Regions from separate parts of the Sparus aurata genome. Here region 1 is linked to region 2. The links are chromatin contacts, called in public Hi-C maps. All regions are on one chromosome and are shown on one strand. The core of a region is the stretch at or near the end of the contact, and the rest is flanking DNA. Distances in the headings are between cores, read along the strand shown.

Evidence for each region. Hi-C and Micro-C count contacts between places; a contact is called where the count stands out from the background.
Region 1: a contact with region 2 is called in a Hi-C map of skeletal muscle, with 4 times the contacts expected there. The contact joins the promoter of LOC115593182 here to the promoter of ufc1 in region 2. A contact is called at or near these places in 2 of 2 Hi-C or Micro-C datasets (skeletal muscle and an unstated tissue).

The regions. Positions count from the first base shown.
Region 1 is chr12:30,102,492-30,108,476 of fSpaAur1.1, reverse strand. LOC115593182 (FSD1-like protein) reads right to left here and starts at 2,115. Exons shown (of 13, transcript XM_030436601.1): 1 at 1,915-2,115; 2 at 1,488-1,638; 3 at 461-556; 4 at 243-374; 5 at 1. The coding sequence starts at 1,502. It overlaps LOC115593184 (a long non-coding RNA gene), which reads left to right and starts at 3,074. Exons shown (of 3, transcript XR_003986265.1): 1 at 3,074-3,101; 2 at 4,012-4,179; 3 at 4,257-4,361. It overlaps LOC115593183 (a long non-coding RNA gene), which reads right to left and starts at 5,254. Exons shown (of 3, transcript XR_003986264.1): 1 at 5,062-5,254; 2 at 4,614-4,741; 3 at 4,099-4,534.
Region 2 is chr12:29,908,204-29,914,479 of fSpaAur1.1, reverse strand. It overlaps ufc1 (ubiquitin-fold modifier conjugating enzyme 1), which reads right to left and starts at 2,937. Exons shown (of 1, transcript XM_030435886.1): 1 at 1,464-2,937. The coding sequence starts at 2,748. The coding sequence ends at 2,233. fktn (fukutin) reads left to right here. Exons shown (of 10, transcript XM_030435885.1): 8 at 289-422; 9 at 1,344-1,468; 10 at 1,624-1,898. The coding sequence ends at 1,837. It overlaps ythdc1 (YTH N6-methyladenosine RNA binding protein C1), which reads left to right and starts at 5,581. Exons shown (of 17, transcript XM_030436771.1): 1 at 5,581-5,777. The coding sequence starts at 5,750.

The sequences.
Region 1 (5,985 bases), core at 866-3,365, 190 kb before region 2:
TCTGAAACACCAAATATTTAGAAAACAGGTGTGAAAAGAACAAAGATGAGACACTTGTAAAAAATGATATAATCATCGAAACATTTCATTTTTAGAGACATTTATGCTCGGAAATTCAGTTTTCAAAGTACTAGAAAACTTTATCTGAAGATTTTACTACAAAAGTATTTATGTTAAATTAATTAAATAAAAAGATGTAAGACAGAAAACAAAAGGGGGAGGAGCTAGCCAATAATATTTACCTGAAGCTCCGCCTCTTTCCTCTGCGTTTCCTCCTTAATGATGCCACACAGCTCCGCCCCCTTATCATCTAGGGCGGAGCTGAGAAGCTGAAGCTCCGCCTCAAGCTCTGACATCACCTTACATGACTCCTCCTGATTGGACAGATAATGTTTCATTTTACTTTCTCCCGCCTTTTTAATCCCCGCCCTCGTGCCCTCTCAGCCAATCAGCTGCTGACCTGCAGTCCTGTCAGTGTGCTGTCAACTGTTTCCAGGAAGTTCTGAAGCTCTTCATTCTTATTGGATAACGTGCTGATGATCCTGCGCAGGGCTTCCTGTGTGACACCCAAACACACTTGTGTGAAACTAGTTGTATTCTTTTTTCTTTTCTTTTTTTTACCGTGTAACAGATTCAATTGTTCCAGGTCATTTTACAGTGTACAAAATGAAGTGCAACTGATGCAGCAGTTTTACAATGTCGTACTTTTACAGTGTCACAGTTTTACAGCGTCACTACTGAACTGGTGAAGTACACTGTCAAATCTTAGCATGAAAAACTAATTAAACAGAAAAATCTTAAGAAACAATCCTTTAAATTCAAATGAAGTCAGCCTCACATCTCTCCCTCTCTCATTCATTGTTAATGTGTCTCGCCCTCTCTCTCCATCATTCTGCTTCAGTAGAAGTTGGTCACTGATGATGCAGTAACACTGTTAAACTACAGACTGAAGGCCAAACAGGTTCATGATACAGCTGTGTAATCAGATTACTCTGGATGGCTGGTGATACAGGTATGAACACACCTGACTCCTCCCCCTTCACTGTCACAATCACTCATCATGAGTACAACTATTACAGTAATACATCAGAGTAGTGCGATCTGGTCTGGTTCTATTAAAACTGCTTTAATATTTGTAAATATTCTGTTTCTGATGAATGTTTAATTCTTGTGATTTTACACACACGTAAAGAAAGAGAGAGAGAGTGACTGCAGAGAAACACCTTTGGTTTTTGTTTGTGTCAATAAAGTTTGAGATAAAAAATAAAACATTAACCAGCTGACTGTCACTCTGATACTGACTCGACCAGAGAGAGAGAGAGTCTTATCTGTAAATCCTCCATTCAAAGTGAAGCTGACTCGACCAGAGAGGCGCTAACAGCGAGCTAATCCTCTCTCTCTCTCTCTCTGCTTCATGTGTTGTCTATGTGACTTGCCCTCAGCTAACTGATCAGATGTTATTGATCATCAGTCGATCAGATTCTTACCTTCTGAGTGTCCATTACAGAAAGAGAGAGAGAGAGAGAGAGAGAGAGAGAGAGAGAGAGCGAAGGGAGAGGGGAAGGAGGCACTGACAGGAAGTGAAGTCACTCACAACGTCACAGCAACACTTCCTTTCTGGAGTGTCAAAGTAAGAGTCTGAAGGTAAAGATTTTAGTCAAAGTGTTAATGTGCTATTTTGATTTGAATTTATCACAATAAAAGCTACTTATTAACAACAACAATAACAACACATATACAAATACATATCTTAAGAATACACAGCAGTGCATTATGGGATAGTTAGTCAACAATTTTGTTCCATTGAGTGTGTCAAAATAATCAAACTTTATTTGTACATCACATGATGTCATGTTTGATAGGAATTCTGATCAACAACATCAACGTTCGTCTCCTTTTTCACCTGAAACTCACCTGTTTGTTTGTCTTTGTCACCTTCATCACCTGTTTGTCTTTGTCACCTTCATCACCTGTTTGTCATTATCACCTTTATCACCTGTGGGGAGACTGACTCCTGAGGGGTACTGCACAAAAGTAGAATAAAGATATCCAGGATAACTGAGCAAGCGCGGCTTGACCTAGTGTGCTCGGCGCATCCTGGCTTAATTGGTTGCACGTTTGCCAAGACAGGATGAAAAGGCGCGGCTGTGTCCAGCCAGGTGTAGATAGTCTGGATAAGTGCGTGTTCACGGCAGACTTCAATAGACCTCGCGATCGCTCACAGAATCACCGATGGGAACGTGGATAAGAGTCGCGCTTCATATCTCACGGCTGCTGACCCTAACCCTAACAGCTCCTGACGGAGTTCTATGAAGAGGTGAAAGACATTATCAGAAAAAAAGGCATCACCAGTGCCGTAATTAAAGAACGAGAGAAAACCTGGCAGACAATAGCGGACCAGCTTAATGCGTAAGTAGTTAAAAACTGTACAATTAATAAACAGTGCTCCACTGGAACTGTCATAATTAGGCCACAATTAAAGGACTAAAGGAGTTACTTTTAAAGTCCACTTATCAACTGTTGTACACTTTGCATGTTACTCAGGAAATGTAGAGTATGATTAAGTGCAAACAATTATCCACAATGTGTCGTTTAATCTATTTTTCATGTATTTTATCTATTTATTTATCTTTCTATCCTTCATAAAGAACAAACTTGTCTGGCTATAAAATGACCTGGCAGCAAGTTCAAATTAAATACAAGAACATTTTGCAGGCTGGTGACTTTAAAGTAGATAACAGTGAACAAATGAGGTGAATAGATGAGGTGTCTGCTGACATGTTGACTGTCTGTATGATTGTAGCAGTTAAATGGCACAGGGGGCCCACCAAACCAGGATACGACCCCAGCAGAGGAGCTGGCACTCCATTTAAATAAAGGGAGGCCAGTGATGGAGGGGATCCAGGGAGGGACAGTAACAGAGTCCGCAGCCGCAGAAACTGTCCGCTTCATACAAGTTATTGCAGCACTACTGCACATGAAACACAATCAAATAACTATATTATACTGTCTGACTTTGGCTTTCGTTACAGTGTCTGGGAACACAATTACACTTTTGGAGCCACCAGAAGTTGATCCGGTTGGTACATTGTTGTACGTGGGTATGTCCTGTGAAATCTTAATTCAAGTTCTCTCAATGCATGTATGTATTTGTCAGGGGAAGGCACATCTGCAGCTGCAGAATGCACTTCTGCAGATGAGGAGACTGTCACTGGACTCCAGAAGGCTTGAGATACGTCAATTTTATGGAAATATCCTGCTTATTTAGTCCATAAAGTATGAAGTCAGTGATGTGGTGCTAATAGAAAATGTATGTGTAACAGCACACAGATGCTGCACAGTCCCCTAAACAGCCTGGTAACATTGGGCCTCATTCACCATTATCTTCTTAAGAATATTCTTAGATTCTTTCTTAAGTTGTTCTTAAGAGGTTCCTTAAGAAAACCCTACGTCAGATTCACCAACTCGTTCGTAAGCCTCAGAATTGTTCGCAGCTGTGTTCTTACATTGATGAAAGCCGCAGGAGCAATATATATATGCCATTGTTTTGCGGGCCTTGGATGGAGAAATGCCACGTATAAATAGGGTGGGGGGGATTGGTTACTAATTGATGGCATGTTTCCAATTTACTTGATTTATCTTAAATCATTGGCACATTTAATTTATTTCAAAATTGTAATTCTTTGTAAATTACCAAAAATATGAAATAAATGAATAAATATGACAGAATTATCACTGTAATATTGCATTTTATTGAACTACACAAGAGAAGAAAACACAACCATGCCAACATTTCATACTCCTGAGTGGTTGTAGGATTTGTTCTTGCCTAAGAAAAAATCCTAGATAAGAAAAAATTCATGAATGCCACAGTCTTTGTAAATCTTCGTAAGTGGGACTTAAGAACAAATTTGTTCGTAAGAACAGTTCATGAATGAGGCCCAATGTGAGTATTGGCTAAAGTAAATCTACATTATGCACAAATTCTGCTGTGCTAATTTTCTTTTACAGAACTCACAAACTGTCAGAATACTGTATGCAAAGCACCTGGAGGAACAGATAGCGCTGGCAGACATTAAAATCAAATTAAAGAAGACAAAGCTCCAAGAAATGGAGCTTGAGATTAAATGTGGGACACTCGGGAAACTGGACCTGGAAATCCAGAAACTAGAAAGAGAAGTGAGTATTTCAGTGCGCACAGTAACCATAACTGCAATACAGTGTTATAATCTTTTTGTTGCTTTTGCTCTGTCTAGTCCAGGATCCAAGCAACCAAGCGAAATGACTGCCAAATAAACCCTCAGGTGGTGCAGGCGCTGAAACCCAGATTTCAGAAGGCCGAAGGTCATCTCAATTCAAGCCCTTGTCTTGGTGTGTGGATGGTTGTAGGCCTGCTGTCGTGGGTTTGGGGGTCCGCAAGGGGAGTCAAGAGGAATGACTCGCAGGCATAGCCTCTGTCTCCCAGCAGCACACCAGAGAATTCGCCCTTATGTTCTCCTGAGGGGCGTTTGATCCTAATGTGTGTGCAATCCAGCTGTAACAAAAAATAGTGAGTATCCAACTGTGACTGATCATATAAGAAACTAATGGTTGCACGTTGAAATTGAGGTTACCTGCAATCTTGTAAACTCCTTGATGTGGAGGGGTCTTCTGTGGCCAGGGAAGGTGATGAATATGTTGAATGACTTCAGCTCCAGACAAACACTTATTGTGCGGCAAATGGTTCCTTTATTGAGGTTCTCTACATCCCCAACAGAATAAAGGAAGCTCCCACTTACAAAAAATCTTGTGTGTCACAGATTTCATTGAAAACACCTTTGCCACTTCATCAGCTGTGTTTTGTAATCTCAATTACTGCAATAAAACATATTTATGAAATCTCTGATGGCAATTTGACAAGCAGTCTTCATTAGCATAGCAATATAACACTTGGCCCAAGTAATAATACTACCACTTGAATAAATATAAAAAGATTGTTGCAATTACAAACAGCTTTAAATGAAATGAAAAATGACTGTGTGTAATATTTTAATGCAGGATAATTAAAATGATGCAACATACTTAGAAAGACCATGGACATGCTGTAAAACACATTAATTCCTCACAGGATTGACGGTGGAAATCCAGGTGAATCACTAGGATTAATCTTAGCCTGGCTGTTAGCCTGGCTGTTAGCCTGGCTGTTAGCCTGGCTGTTAGCCTGGCTGTTAGCCTGGCTGTTAGCCTGGCTGTTAGCCTGGCTGTTAGCCTGGCTGTTAGCCTGGCTGTTAGCCTGGCTGTTAGCCTGGCTGTTAGCCTGGCTGTTAGCCTGGCTGTTAGCCTGGCTGTTAGCCTGGCTGTTAGCCTGGCTGTTAGCCTGGCTGTTAGCCTGGCTGTTAGCCTGGCTGTTAGCCTGGCTGTTAGCCTGGCTGTTAGCCTGGTCTGGAGCAGGCTAGCTCCACAGAATAAATCTCCATGGTAACTTATACCATAACATATCCTGCTGCCCCCTATCCTGCTTTTGTGCAACCGGATCACAGATAAATAAAGCCAGGATAACCAAGATATCCCAGCTTAATCCCTTATCCTAGTTTTGTGCAATACCCCTCTGATTGAGGAGTGGAAGCAGTTTGGGACGTTCCCCTCTCAGCCAATCACAGTGTGAGGACGCCCTTTTGTGAAAGCTTAAAAGAGGTGGGGGGAAGTCACACAGGTGGCTCTGACCCTCATTCTGAATCCGTCCCTTCAGATCACCGGACAGAAGCGCTGCTGTGTTTTCTTGGCTGCTTCACGTCATTCTAGTGAGGAAACAGTGCTTGTTCTGGAAACCCAGAAGCTTATGTACACCGAACCCTGACCTGATTGAACTGGGCTTGTAGGAGCACCTTTCATTCTGATTATACCTGAAATTTATTGTTTTATTGTCTAAGTATCTGAAATCGAACTCGCCTCCAGATTTACATGTTTTTTGTTAATATTTTCAAGTAGGTTTGGCAACTTGTAAGC
Region 2 (6,276 bases), core at 1,688-4,187:
TTTGTGTAGTTCCACTTGTTCGTGACCTGCTACCTCTGAATGTAAGTATTGACTGGAACACTCTGAGGCGTATACTGCCCCCATCAGTTCCGGAGGGGGCGCAGCACAATTCTAACACTGGAATTGGTGCGAGCAGTAGTTAAAAATATGGGCATCGTCAGTGTTTTGACATTTTAGAATTGAAAGGTATCGCAAGTATCAGTTCTCGTGACATCCCTACCAGTAGCATCATCATATGATATCCTGTAGATGATGTGACCCTCTCGCTGTCTCTCTCGCCCCCTGCAGGCTGGTTCAGGCAGTGCAGTATCATCTCATACAGCCGTGATGTCGATATCGGGATTTTCGTTGTAGACTTCAATCCGGACATGGTCGCAGCATTCAGGGACGCCGGCCTGTCCCTCAAACACAAGTTTGGAAAGGTGATAACTTTGTTTTCTTCTTTCTTTAATTTTGAGAGTCGAGGTCGGATTTATCATCCGCTTCAGCTGCAGGATATCTGGGCCAAGACTTCCTGTTCTGTGTGCCCGTCACTGTTTACAGTACAAACTTCAGTGAAGGAATGAAGCGGTCTTCATCTTCATTTATTTTGAGTTTCCTGTCTTCATTTATTTCACCAGTGTTTTACTACGAATACTTTTATTGGCACTGTGCTGACTTTGTGAAGCAGGTATTTTATTTTGAAGTGGGTTTTTTGTAGTTGTTGTTTCCTGTATTTTCTTGTGATGGTTCCGGTCCAGAGGATCGGTTCTTTTAACTAGCCTCCTCCCCGACGAGCAGGGATTATACAGAATTGATCAGCCGCAGTGCATGCTGGTTATATTTGTGTCTGACTAATGGAAGCACCTCCTGATCTAAATCTAACAGTACTCAACTATATGACGTATGAAGTTGTATTTCCTCTGATGTGATGTTTGTGTAAAAGAGTTTTATTACTCTGTATGTAGTGTCATAATGAACAACAGCTGAAAACTGTACGGGCTGATCAATGAGTCTGATCACATTTAAATTGGTCAGATCAGATCTGACAGGATGTGACTTCCTGTACAGACTGAAGCTCGCACTCTGCTGCTGCCGCGTCCGCTATCCAGCTGAGCAGTGCATTCTGGGAGAGCATGGTGTTCCCAGAGACAGCCGTCTCCACTGGAGCTCCTGACACATAACAATCAGCTTTAACTTTGTAGAACTATGAAACTGAACATCAACATGACGTCAGATTCTGCAGCTGTTTTCGTTTCCAGACAAGCTGTTGTCATGGGAAACGACATCCTGTGGACACAAACCGATTCATTTTGAAAGTGTGTATTTTATTTTGAAAATGTTTGTTTTATTTTGAAATGCAGGTTGAGGACAGTCTGGAACTTTCCTTCCTGAGTGATGACGTCAAGCTGGATGTTTTCTTTTTCTACGCAGACGGAAACGTGGTGTGGAACGGAGGCACGCAGGCGAAGAGCGGCAAAAAGTTCAAGTTAATAAAACTTTATTGATATTGACAGTCAGATCAGCAGCAGTGAGGGGGCGTTAGGGGCCACATAAGAAAACTTTATTTATAATGACACCTGAAACATTAAACACCTGAAAGATGTCAACACAAAGTTGTTAAAGAGTTTCTCTTTACTGCAGGTACATCTTCCCGCGGTTCTCGCTCTGCTGGGCGGAGCTTCTGGAGCTGAAAGTTCGTGTTCCCTGTGAAACACTCGATTACGTGACGGCGAACTATGGAGACACCTGGAGCATCCCGCTCAGGACCTGGGACTGGAAGACGTCACCGAGCAACGTGCAGGAAAATGGGGTGTGGCCTCCAGCCGAGTGGGCGGAGCTTATCCAAGTTTACTGACAGCAAATGACTGAAAATTAATTCAACACTAAAACTACAAATAAAGACAAAGTGAAAAGAACAAGAGGAAGAGATCTGATTTGTTAAGAAGAGGTCTGTGACGTCATCATGACATCATCATTATAAATCATCAGTATTGATGGCTGACTGCCTCCACCAGACTCATTCTGCTGTTACCTGTAATGACCTCAGAATCATGTTTAGAATCAAATGAAACGTCATCAAACATCAGCTGTTACGTCACCACACATTTAATAATTCCGGTCAGCTGCGCATCAGAGACCTCTCCGCCAGACTCTGTTCATATTTTCGTCATTTTTACTCTGAATGGAACTCGACTGTTTCCGGTCCTCTCGCTCAGTTCGTCAGTGTTCAGTGAGTCTGGGAGGGTGACGTCACTCCGCCGCCCCCTCTCGCTCCCGCTCCTTGTGGACCACGAGCCCCTTGCTGATCAGGTCCGGGATCTCCACGGCGAGCCACGGTCCGAGTCCCAGCGCCATGAGGTGCGCCAGGCCGAAGCGTGGCGCGTTCCGGGCCCAAAGCGGGGCGAAGTGGTCGGTCAGGCAGATCCTCCCTCCGCGGTACATCTTCGCAGTCTTCCCGTCCAGCTCCGGGACCGCCACCTCCGGCGCCGTGGCCGGGTACGTCACCGGGATGTCGAACTCCAGCCGGAACTCGTAGCGCAGCAGCTCGTGAATGAACCAGCAGGTGCCGGACCAGCGCGTGCCGTCTGGGTTGGACTCGAGGCGGAACCAGTCGTTGTCGGCCGCCTTGTTCTGCTCCACAAAGTGGATCAGCGCCTGGTACTCCTCCTTCAGCCGCTGCGGCCACAGCGCGCCGTCCCGCGGGCCCGCGTGCGTCTTCAGCAGCGGGATCTGTGACACGGCCCTGCGCGTGGCCTCGTCCGCCATTTTGTCTCCAAACGGAAATAAGTTTGTGTTTAAACCGAGTCCGAAGTGAAACTGTTCGGTTCGGGTCCACTCAGGTTGCCTTCAGCTCTCATCTGAGTCCTGACGTGGACTTCCGGTTTTACACTGCACGGAAGCTGCTCCAGCATGAAGCACTTCCTGTAGGAGATTTTCAAAACAAGACTCCGACCTTTTTTAATCTGCTGCCGTTACTGATTACTGGTTACTGAGTTGTTTTCAATAAAAACATTCAACACAATTTTGTATTTATGTCAGGTTGACGTGAATCTTCCAGAGAAGGATGAGCACGTGACCACTGGACTAATACTACATGTCAACAATAATCACAGATCAATACATATTCTGAATATTTGAAGTGGTTTCTAAGTACAGCTGTTTCATATTTATTGATGGATGATTCACTCCAGAAGTGAGTGACACACACACACACACACACACACACGTTGTTGTCATGTGCTCAGTAAATAAACATGTTCTTCTGTTCAATGAAATTCTTCCTTTGTTGTCCACAGAATGCCAAGATATACATACATCTGAAATATACAATATAGATGTAAATAATAAAACAAAATTAAATGATGAACGGGCCCTCGCAGTCCACGCGTGCCGTCGGGGCGTGCTGCCGTCGGGGTGTTCCACGTAGATGTATTCAGGGTAAGACCCTCTACATGTTTGAGCAATTTGGAGTAGATGGCAAATTTTATGTGGAAGTTATAATGAGTTGATGGTTTTATGGCAAGGCATCAAAATGGATCACGCCACCAGATGTGACGTATGTGAAAGCTTTTGATAAGTTTTGTCCACAGATGCTACTTGCAAAGTTTGGTGCAAATCGGTGAAATGGCCGAGGAGGAGTTGGGAAAAGTAAGAGTATAATTTTTTCACAGAGCCTTAGTGGCTCATGGGGAAGCAGTCACCCGAGTTTCAAGTCATTCGGACAGACCGTTGTGGAGATATCCAACACTTTTTTGAGCAAAATGTACTACAGCAAGTTGTTATTTAAAGGGATAGTTGGTGTTTTTTGAAGTGGGGTCATATAAAGAACATATCTATAGTGGATCTGTTTCCTGCCGTAATCAGCGATCAGCGCAGACTCAGTTTGGAGAAGCAGAGAGCTGCTCCAGCCCAGACGCTCAGCTTTGTACTGCAGTGAACAGAGTCCAGAGAAAAAGAGAAATTAACCACCTAAAACAAGGCTCACCTGAAAACATCTACATCAGGTCAAGTGTACGTTGTATAGGTAAAATTCACACCGCTTTACATCCCCGTCAGACCGCGCTTTCTTTTGGCACTACATTTTCTCAGCCGTAGAACCTCCGTATCCCTACGCATCATCGTAACTGGGCAACAGCTGATCTGCGAGCGGCGGAACACAGCGCGAGGCCCAGCTGCTGGACGAGAGGTTTACTGTCGATAAAAACGAAACTTAACTCTCCAAATCCTTCCGCATTGGCGCTCATGCGTAGGGATACGGGGGTTCTGCGGTTGAGAAAATGTAGTGCCAAAAGAAAGCACGGTCTGACAGCGATGTAAAGCGGTGTGAATTTTCTCTATACAACGTACACTTGACCTGATGTAGATGTTTTTAGGTGAGCCTTGTTTCAGGTGGTTAATGTCTCTTTTTCTCTGGACCCGTTCACTGCAGTACAAAGCTGAGCGTCTGGGCTGGAGCGGCTCTCTGCTGCTCCAAACTGAGTCTGCACTGATCAGCTGATTACTGCAGGAAACAGATCCACTATAGATATGTACTTTATATGACCCCACTTCAAAAAACACAAACTATCCCTTTAATATCTTGAGTATTGTTTGGAGTATAAAATTATTTGACTAACTTTTTGCCATGAGGGTCCACAGATGCTGTGTGCAAAGTTTGGTGCAAATCGGTGCAATCGCCTGAATCCAAACGGTAGGCGGAAATGGGCGTGGCCTATATCACAAGATTCAGCACAATTCAGTGAACGCGTGGATATAAGGTTTGTGAATGTGCGACAAAAGTTGTAGTGGCGAAAACAGTTTAGATGTTTTCCTTTAACCCGTTATGTCCTATTTTCCTGTGTTTGTGCCACCTGGAGAATGCAGGTGATGCAGTCAGACTCGCAGCTTGTGTCCAAAAACATCCAACGAGAGAGAGTTTGACTTTTCACTGTTGCCGGTACTTTATTGTAAATAAAACGAAATGCAAAACAAAATGCAAGAGGGTTTTAAAGCAGGTGTCAGAGGCGCAGACCCGGTGCACAGCCGGCTCACAGACTGAGGTCAGTGACGGTCTCTGCTGGCCCGCCTTCTCCCCGTCGCGCTCGACCAGCAGCCCTTTTAAAAGGTAGCACCGTCACCACCTGTTGAAGGTGCACACTCAAAAAGGAAAGCAAGTCATGCAAAACATAAAAACTTAAATATGGCTCCTACAAAAGTTATGAGCCAAAACGCACTTTCCTTGATTGTAGCGCCACCTAGTGGTGGACATTGAGGACGACAAGAGATTAGACAATTTTTCGGCAGGTGTGACTTATATTCCAAGTTTGGTGAGTTTTGGGGAATGTTCAGACCTGCTCGACCTGCTCGGGCCCTAAAAATGAAAACAGTGCAAATCTGATTTGTGTGCAGTTACACACGTGCAACAATGTAAACAGTCTCCTACCTGCTCCAACACACACCTGCTGTATGTCTGTCAGGACAACACCTCATGCGTCAGTCGCCCCGTGTTATCCAACATGGTATCGTATGTGTGTGCGGTGTGTGTGTGTGTGTGCGCGCGCGTGTGTGTGCCGCTGCGGTCCGACAGGTGGCGCCACTTCACCTTCACGCTGTTTGTAAATCAGCAGCAGAAGAAGAAGCTACAACAACAGTCTCGGCGGCCATTTTCCTCGTCCGGCTGCCTTCAGGCTGACGCTTTCTGATTATTCCGTGTTTGAATTAAACAACTAAATACGGGTTTACCTGTAGTTACCTGAGCGCGAGACAGGAGCACGTCACGGCTGCTGTGATGGCGGCCGACCGGCGCGAGGACAAAGGTGAGGCAGAGCGAGCTGCTTTGTTAGCAGCAGTTAGCTGTTAGCATTAGCATGTGCGCTATTTTTGTTCTGTGAAGCACTCGTTGTTTCAGCTGCGAATCGATCATCTTCGGCACATCGATACGTTATTAATAAGTGTGCTAGTCAGCGAGTGACTCGTTCTCAGGTGAGTCACCGACCTGCAGCAGCTGGGACGTGTTTTCTCTTTCATTCATCATGGCGGCTAACGCTCACTAATCGATCCCTCTATCAAACTCTGCTTACTGGAATTGATGACGTCTCTATAGCTACACATCGATAAGGTGTCGTCGGTCAGAATCTCAGTCATCAGATATCAATATTACGTGTTTCATTCATTCATTAATATCAAGTTAGCATGTGTTCTGATAATATGGCGATGAGAGCTGATCAGCTCATCGATCACATGGTCAAATATGATTCTCATGATGAGAACTGCAGTTTATGGATCAATATGGAATGTGTGACAACGTGATCAATG